Regions from separate parts of the Mus musculus genome. Here all the other regions are linked to region 1. A link is a contact called in public HiChIP or PLAC-seq data. All regions are on one chromosome and are shown on one strand. Each heading gives the region's core, a stretch centred on a gene start, on an enhancer-like site or on the middle of the called end of the contact. The rest is flanking DNA. Distances are from core to core; before and after follow the strand shown. Region 1 holds the start of Crabp2 (cellular retinoic acid binding protein II). Region 2 holds the start of Hapln2 (hyaluronan and proteoglycan link protein 2). Region 3 overlaps Prcc (papillary renal cell carcinoma (translocation-associated)).

What was found. HiChIP or PLAC-seq counts read pairs in DNA pulled down with a chosen protein or histone mark.
Region 2: an H3K27ac HiChIP or PLAC-seq map of embryonic stem cells shows a contact between it and region 1, with 6 read pairs. The contact joins the promoter of Hapln2 here to the promoter of Crabp2 in region 1. A contact is called at or near these places in 10 of 39 promoter capture datasets (the 3T3-L1 cell line, the HPC-7 cell line, embryonic stem cells and 4 more), 2 of 15 datasets of contacts at CTCF or cohesin (the NIH/3T3 cell line and embryonic stem cells), 4 of 484 Hi-C or Micro-C datasets (bone marrow-derived macrophages, embryonic stem cells, gonadal supporting cells and 1 more), 4 of 115 datasets of contacts at active chromatin or transcription factors (bone marrow-derived macrophages and embryonic stem cells) and 3 of 9 other capture datasets (adipose tissue, liver and pancreatic islet).
Region 3: a contact with region 1 is called in an H3K27ac HiChIP or PLAC-seq map of embryonic stem cells, with 5 read pairs. The contact joins the enhancer-like site here to the promoter of Crabp2 in region 1. A contact is called at or near these places in 13 of 39 promoter capture datasets (the C10 cell line, the HPC-7 cell line, HPC-7-derived erythroid cells and 10 more), 1 of 15 datasets of contacts at CTCF or cohesin (the NIH/3T3 cell line), 6 of 484 Hi-C or Micro-C datasets (B cells, CD8 T cells, the N1E-115 cell line and 2 more), 15 of 115 datasets of contacts at active chromatin or transcription factors (T-cell acute lymphoblastic leukemia, bone marrow-derived macrophages, embryonic fibroblasts and 8 more) and 3 of 9 other capture datasets (adipose tissue, liver and pancreatic islet).

What each region holds. Positions count from the first base shown.
Region 1 is chr3:87,947,430-87,950,129 of GRCm38.p6, forward strand. Crabp2 (cellular retinoic acid binding protein II) reads left to right here and starts at 1,264. Exons shown (of 4, transcript NM_007759.2): 1 at 1,264-1,481. The coding sequence starts at 1,412.
Region 2 is chr3:88,026,126-88,028,825 of GRCm38.p6, forward strand. It overlaps Hapln2 (hyaluronan and proteoglycan link protein 2), which reads right to left and starts at 1,386. Exons shown (of 7, transcript NM_022031.2): 1 at 1,260-1,386; 2 at 760-815.
Region 3 is chr3:87,862,861-87,865,560 of GRCm38.p6, forward strand. The region is part of intron 4 of Prcc (papillary renal cell carcinoma (translocation-associated)); the gene reads right to left. Among named protein-coding and RNA genes, the nearest start is that of Sh2d2a, 17 kb to the left of the region's middle. Within about 2 kb of position 1,276, at least 13 of the 459 cell types and tissues checked have an H3K27ac peak or open chromatin away from gene starts, as enhancers often do. A contact at or near this core is called in bone marrow-derived macrophages, embryonic stem cells and trophoblast stem cells, where this site is marked.

The DNA of each region.
Region 1 (2,700 bases), core at 14-2,513:
CTCGAGTGACACTGTCTGGCCTCTGAGTGAGGTTAATCCTTCAGGCCCTGTCCTCAGCTCAGTTCCACTCCCCAACCAAAGCCTGCCAAGTCCCCAGTTCACCAGGTCAGGGCTGCCTGTTCCAACCTTGGCCACCTAGATGAGAAGGGGCCAGGCAGGGACCTTGTTTGAGATCCTGAGGGGACTACGGGGATAGCCCCGGGAGACTGAGGGCGAATGCCAAAGAAAGGGCAAACACTTGTAGCTCCAGCACAGAGCAACGTTGTTTCTGGCTTTGGGTTACCCGCGTGCCTCCGAGGCCGCTCCTGTCCTTTCTGCTGTCTCGCTGTCTTTCCACTAGGGTTTCACCCACGTAAAAATCAGCCTCGGAGAGGCTGATTCACCGCACTTTCAGCTCTAGATAGGGACGTCTCAGACCCACCCCCTCCCCACACAGTCAGCCTTCCCCCAACCCCGGAGGCAACGCGGCAAGCCGCGGGGTGGGGGTGGGGGGTGGTGGGGGGCGCTTGGCGTCTTTCTCCCCCTCCTTGTGGCCCAGGGGGCCCAGGGAAGCGTAGCCACCGAGAAAGCGCCTTAATAAAAGAGTCGTGTCAAGTGATTGGCTGTGACCTCTGCCCTTCTAGCCTCGAGCCGGGGGCTCCTGCTTAACCCTTCATTGTCCGTCCAGGGCTTGGAGAGGAATGAATGAGTTGCCTTGTGCTCACTTCAGGCGTCCCCAGGCACTACTTGAACCCAGAGCTGAGTCAAGGGGTGGAGGACAGAGCAGCACCTCCCTGTCACCCAAAAGAACGCTTGAATTCCGAGCTGTTTCATTGAGTCCATTTCGACTGCCGGTTGCCGGGGGGGGGGGGGGGGGACAATTCTTGCGCTAGTGGGGTCTCCGGATGCCTGGAGCTGAGCTGTCCAGAGCACCAAATCTGGTAGAGAACTACTAGGGAACTGGTGAAACGGGACCTGTGTTCGCCCTGCAGGCCGAGAGAGCATCCGTGACCCAGGCGAGAGCCGTGCCCTGTTCTTGCCAGAGGCACAAACCCCGTTCTTGCCTTCTGACGCTTCTCGGTCCGCCTACTGATGCGGGAGAAGGGTATCTTGGCTCTTGGAGAACCCTGGACCCACCCACATTTCTAGAAACAGGAGGGATTCCGGAAAGGATGGGGGTGAAGTGGTCACAGAGCAGGGCCCCCAGGTGGTGTGGAAGGCGGGGCGGGGGCGGGGCCGCCTCATGCACCAGCTGGGTATAAAAGCCTAGAGCTCTGGCGCCCAGCGGCTGTGCAATTGTCCTCCACGCGGCTTGGTCCCCAGGTGGAAGGATCTGTTCTGCAAAGGAGACAGCAAAGTATCTTTAGCCTAAAGGACTCAGCGTCCAGTGTTCTAGTTGAAGATCTAAAGAGAAAGCCACCTTGCTGCCACTATGCCTAACTTTTCTGGCAACTGGAAGATCATCCGATCGGAAAACTTTGAGGAAATGCTAAAAGCTCTGGGTAAGGAGGTTTTCGTGAGTTGGGAAGGGAGGACAAGAAGGGCGCTGGGGTCTTTAGAGCAGAGGCCGAATAAACGGAAGGGGGCCGAATCAGGGAATGTACCTGGGAGCCTGCATCCTAGGAAAGGGGCGTGCCGGATACCCTGGGTCCTGGGGCACCAGGCCCAAGACTCTTAAATCCTACTTTCTGAGGCTGGGCGCCCACCAGTGCCAGCTTCAACGGTGACTCAGAGCCTGTGAAGCAAGTAGAAACCAGAAGCACGAGGTTAGTCTCAGGAGGGGTTGGCTAGCCTCGGCGCCTGGACCTGCTGACCAGGGCACCTGGCTCTGAGCTTTAAGAATCCAGAATCCAGGCAGGGAGCCCCTAGGAGACATTCCAAGATCTTTCCGCGTACCCTAACAGTAACCCAATCCAGGCGACAGGTCCATTATCCTCAACACTTGGCTCCGCCCACCAGGTGGTCCACCACTTCAGCTCCCCGACCCTCCCCCACACCTTGCACTTCCCACTCCAGTCTCCCCACCCCACCCCACCCCACCCCACCCCCACCTGTGAGACATATTTTCCTACAGCAACCGGCTCCCAAGCCCTAAAATCGCTCTGGACAATTACCACTTTCTTAGATTTCAACAAATGTCCTCGTGTGAAACACCAATCCCCATTTCCGAAAGTCTAGGATTGCCTCCCTCCTCGCCACAGACCAGCTGCACCCTGCGCAACTGGGCTGTTAGCCAAGGGTGGGAACACAGGAACCACCCAGACTTTCCCTACCCACCTTCTACTACCCTCTAGGATGCGACTGAGCTAGAAGGTATAGGAAAGGAGAGACATCTGCGGAGAGATGCAGTTAACCGCCCCAGGGAGTGGAAACTACCCCAGAGCCTAAGGGTCAGCATGCCTTCCATTTCTGCACTGGAGAGGAGCCCTGTGGTGGGGAGCAGGGGATACCCTTGAGGAGCTAGGGACTGTATAAGAGTGAGTCTGGAGCTAAAAAGAATGTTGCGAGGGCAGTAGGGCCTCTGTTCTCATCTTTCCTCGCTGTTCATTCTCTTTGTGTCAGCTAACCGCAATGATCCTTAGAGTCATACCCAGTTTTCTTGCTCCGCCCTTGCGAAATTAAAGATCAGAGAATAGAAATTTTCAGAAAAATCTATTGCTGTCTCCTCCCTCATTCGCTCTAAATTCTGGCCCCTCTCTGCAGTGGATGTGGGAGCCTGGC
Region 2 (2,700 bases), core at 136-2,635, 79 kb after region 1:
GTGAGTTCCAGGATAGCCAATGCTACACAGAGAAACCCTGTCTCAAAAAACAAAACAAAACAAAACAAAACAAAAAAAAACCTCCCAATAATAAAAATAAAAATGTCAAGTAGTATATGTCTTTAATCCCAGAATTCAAGAGGCAAAGGCAGGTGAATTTCTGTGAGTCTGCGGCCAGCCTGGTTTATATAGTGAGTTCTAGGACAGCCAGGGTTACACAGAGAAACCCTTTCTCAATTACAAGTAAAGCATGTGGGACAGGAGTCCATATGGGACAGCCTGGTAAATAAGAGTGATCTTTATGTTTAGGCGCTGACGAGATAGCTCCATGTGTAAAGATGGTCCCCACCAAGACTAATGACCTGAGTTCATTTCCTAGGTCTCATACGCTTAAAGGAGGGAGCCGACTCCCACACCTTGTCCTCGGACTCCATTCACACAAGCATGGCACAGGCACACCACACATAAACACAAAATAAATAAAAGTGCAATAAAAAATGGACTGAGCTACCACGGACATGTTTAAAGTCCAATCTGACTTAGGCACTTTGCGGTATACTGTTCTGACTCCTCTGGCTATCCAGGGAGGCATTGATAAACACCCAGGTACAGTCACCGAGCTATGGAAGGAGGTTCAACTGGGGTTTGAATCAGATTGGGCCAGCTTGAGCTCTTAGTCACTGATCTAAGGTTCTGTATTTTAAGAGAAGCACACATATAACATTTCCACACATAGAAAGCCAGCAGCCCATTGCCTACCTGCAAGATGATCTCTCCTCAGAGGCAAATCGAGCTGTGCTCAGCAGCTTCCTGTCCTGCAGAAGGAAGAAGTTGCAGTGGGGGTTCATTAGGGATTCTGGGGGTTCAAAGCACCCTAGAGCCTCAGGACTGCAGCTCCTCTGACACGGTTCTAGAGAGACTCGTTTCCTGTGTTCAGAGAAGCCAAGGCACTGAGGCCTATGTTCACGCAGCACACTAAGTCAGCCGTGATTGCATCTGTGCCAGTTGATGTCCTGGGGCCAGGGCAAGACACCGGTTGGGGGCAGAGTAAAGCAATCCTGGAGATTACCTAAAAGAGTGTGGAGAGCGGGCCTTGCTACTTCTGTCCTTAGACCAGGGGTGGGACAGACCAATTGTAAGTACAAGGGTGCTGGACCAGGAGGAGCGGGGACGAACCCTAATTGTGAATCCAGCTCTGTATTTTCATATGGACCCCATCCAAACAACAGAATTGCCCTCCCCCCCACCAAAGCCCTCACCTGTGCCCTCTGTGCCAGGCTATATATGGCCTTTCAGAAGAGGCTGTCAAGATGGGAGTCAGATTTTCAGGATGTCTGGCTGCTTCAGGACCCTGACCCTTTCTGTCTGTCTGTCCTTTTCTTTTCTGTCCACACCCTATTAGAAACACAATTTCCCATTGTCCCTGTCTTCTCCCCTATTGTTGGGTAACAGGGGCCCTTTATTCGTCCCTTGGGCAATGGCATGGAAATGTCAACAGCTGGGGATGTGGGATGCAGGACAGGCTGGCACAAACCACCGGAAAAAGGCCTGGGTGGGTGATTGGCTCAGAGCAGAAACTGACATCCAGGAAGAGGATAGGAGAAGGCTGGAATGGGGCACCCTCAGTACTCTAAACTCCAGGATTATAAAAAGATCATGCGTGATGCTGCACAGCTGGGGTTGCTGCTAGAGAGGTAGAAATCACAGGAAGATGCTTCTGTCCCTGGGAAGGGACTCCTAGCAAGGAGGGACTATGGAAATTCTCTAGCTATTTTTATTTCATTATTTTAGATGTATGAGTGTGGCTTTTAATTTATAGTGGTGCATGTCTGTGCGCCATGTCTGTAGTGCCTAAAACGGCCAGAAGAGGGCAACAGATACCATGGAACAGAAGTTACAGACCCTGAGAGCTGTAACTTGGGTGCTGAAAATGAAACCTGGGTCCTTTGAAAGAGCAAGTGCTCTTAACACCTGAGCCATCTCTCCAGCACCATGGGAATCTCTCTAAAATAGAGTCATCTGATTTCACAGTTCCTCCTTCCTCTGCACCCATGGATGGATTTTGTTTACATTTTCAAGGCTGGTGAGATGCTTGGTAGGTAAAACCACATCCTGGCAGCTGAATTCAATCACCAGACTCACAGTGGAAGGAGAAGATGGACCCCCAAAAGTCGTCCTCTGACCTCCACACTGAAACTCAACCTACAGTCCCTCACATACAACAATAACATTTTAAAATTCTGGAGAGGCCACAGATGTGGACCACCACTTGAAATGCTGAAACAGGAGGAGTGTCATGAGTTTGAGTCTGCCTTGGGCTTCGGAGTTGAAACCTTTCTCAAAAAAGAAAGAAAAGAAAAAGAAAAAAAAAAAGAAAAACAGGGCCAGAGAAGTTAAGAGCGCTGGCTGTTTTCCAGAGGATCTGACTTCAATTCCCAGCACACACACAGCAGCTCACGGCTGTAACTCTAGTCCCGAGGGATCTGATGCCCTCTTCTGGCCACAGGAGGCATCAGGAACACACATGATGCACAGGCACACACTCAGGAAAACATCCACACATATGAAATAATAAGAATATAAAGCTGGGCAGTGGTGGCGCATGCCTTTAATTCCAGCACTTGGAAGGCAGAGGCAGGTGGATTTCTGAGTCTGAGGCCAGCCTGGTCTACAAAGTGAGTTCCAGGACAGCCAGGGCTA
Region 3 (2,700 bases), core at 26-2,525, 85 kb before region 1:
GGAAGGAAGGAAGGAAGAAAGAGGGAGGGAGGGAGGGAGGGAGGGAGGGAGGGAGGGAGGGAGGGAGGGAGGGAGGGAGGGAGGAAGGGAGGAAGGAAGGAAGGAGAGAGAGAGAGAGAGAGAGAGAGGGAGGGAGGGAGGGAGGGAGGGAGGAAGGAAGGAAGGAAGGAAGGAAGGAAGGAAGGAAGGAAGGAGAGAGAGAGAGAGAGAGAGAGAGAGAGAGAGAGAGAGAGAGAGAAAAGGGTGGGCAGTGGTGGTGCTGCACGCCTTTAATCCCAGCACTTGGGAAGCAGAGGCAGGAGGATTTCTGAGTTCAAGGCTAGCCTGCTCTACAGAGCGAGTTCCAGGACAGCTAGGGATACACAGAGAAACCCTGTCTCAGGGGAAAAAAAAAAAAGAATAAAGAAATGAGGGTAGGCCAGGGGATGGTGATGAACACCTTTAACCAACAGAAGCAGATGGATCTCTGTGAGTTTGAGGCCAGCCTGGTCTACAAATCAAGTTCTAGGACAGCCAGGGCTATACACAGAGACACTCTGTCTTCAAAACAAAACAAAACAAACTTATTGAGAGTAAGGGGCTGGAGAAATGGCTCAGCAGCTAAAAAGCACGGGCTGCAGGGTCCAGTCCCAGCACCCAAATGATGGCTTACAACTATCTAACTCCAGTTCCAGGTAACTGAAGCCCTCTTCTGGTCTCCATGTACACTTGCATGCATATGGTACACAGACACACAGGCAAACCGCCCAAACACATAAAACAAAAATAAATAAAATCAAAGGTAGGTGGGTGTGGCCTTTTTTTTAAAGGAACTGAGTCTGACCTGTAGCCCCAGCTACATGGGAGGCAGAGACAGAAGAAGCCTTTAAGTTCAGAAGTTTGTTTGTTTTCTGTTTGATTTTGTTGTCACTTTGTGTCACTTCTTTTTTATTGCATTTTATTTGTGTGTGAGAGAGAGACTGAGAGAGACAGAGACAAAGCCAACACACACTCAGATCAAGGCACACGGGTAGAAATCAGAGAACAGCTTGTGGGAATTGCTTCCCTTTTTTCACAATGTGAGTAAAACTCAAACCACGAGGCTTAGCCACAGGAACCTTGTACCCACCTCCTAAGCCCAATGAAGCATAAAGAATCCTAGCAAGACCCTGTCTCAAAAAATAAAGGGGGGGGGGGGACTGTAAGATTTCTCCTCTAAAAATTCTTTCAGGAGGATGTGATTCACTAATGTACTTACGTTAAGTGTGTACTAAGCCCTGGTTCATCTCCCCAGCCCTGTATGGCACACATGTGTAATCTCAGCATTCTAGAGGCAGAAATGGGAGAATCAAGGTGATCCTTGGCTACACACGAGTTCAAGGTCACCCTCAAAGACAGACAAAAACAGACTACCCAACAGTTCTCTTTCCACCTTTTCTTTCTCATTGGATTGGTATGCCACCATCAAATTCCACCCCAAAGAATCCATGAAGAAAGAGAAAATAGGGTGGATAGTAAGGGAGCCTCAAAAGGCCAAAGAATGCTGGGCGTGGTGGCACACGCCTTTAATCCCAGCACTTGGGAGGCAGAGGCAGGCAGATTTCTGAGTTCCGAGGCCAGCCTGGTCTACAGAGTGAGTTCCAGGACAGCCAGGGCTACACAGAGGAACCCTGTCTCCAAAAAAAAAAAAAAAAAAAAAAAAAAAAAAAGAAAGAAAAGAAAAAAAGAAAAAAGAAAAAAAAAAGGCCAAAGAATTCTCTATAAAACTCCTGTTTTTTTGATCTCTGGAAGAAGAAAGGGGGTGGGGGAGTTAACAAAGATGAAAAGGAAAAGGAAAGACAGGACAGGACAGCCACCATCTGGGCATGGTAGGTACATACCTGTAATCCCTACAGTGAGGAGGGCAAGGCAAGAGAACTGCCATGTCTTTTGAGGCCAGAGCCCCTGGGTAGGGAAGGAGAGGAAACAGAAGGAAAGAAGGAGGAAGAAACCCAGACCACCTGGAGCACTGATCGGCTTCAGTGAGACCCAGGCGCTGGTGGGGCCTGTACAAGGAACTACCATGGTTACTCAGGGAATTTTTAGCTGCTGCTTGAGCTGAGAAGCCATGGCACTGCACTTGCCTTAAGGTAATACTCAAAGGAGTAAGCACAAGCTACCGATCAGAACAAAGATTAGCAAAAGACGAACAGACAGACACCTTTCTGGGGAAAGTAAACAGAAAATTATTTTTCCTAAGAACTAAGCTGCAACTTTCCTGCAGATGAGACAGTTAGTTGTATCTTGACCTTGGGTGGAAGGCCACAGAACATCCTTCAATGTGCCTGTCAGTCAAGTTAAACCCAGAGGTCCTGATCACAATGGCTAGGTATCTCTCAAAACACATTCTCCCTTTCTTCAGTGTAAATCAACCAGTAATTCAGCCAAATGATCACTCAACTAAAAAACTATGTTATGAGCCTCACTAAAAACAGATCTAGCCATGAGAGCAGACTCTTGCCTAGTCATAAGGGCAAGTACCCTAGGGAGTTTGAGAAGTCCTCAAAGGAGACTGGAAATGTCTCTCCTGTGTTCTCCATCCTGCGGAGCTCCCACACAGATGGGATGGCAAACATTCCAGCTGCCATGAGAACCAAGACAACAGCATAGAGATAGCAGCACAACTCAGCAGAAACCATTTTGTGGAGCTGTGATACCAGCCCTGGCCTGCCCCAAACTTTC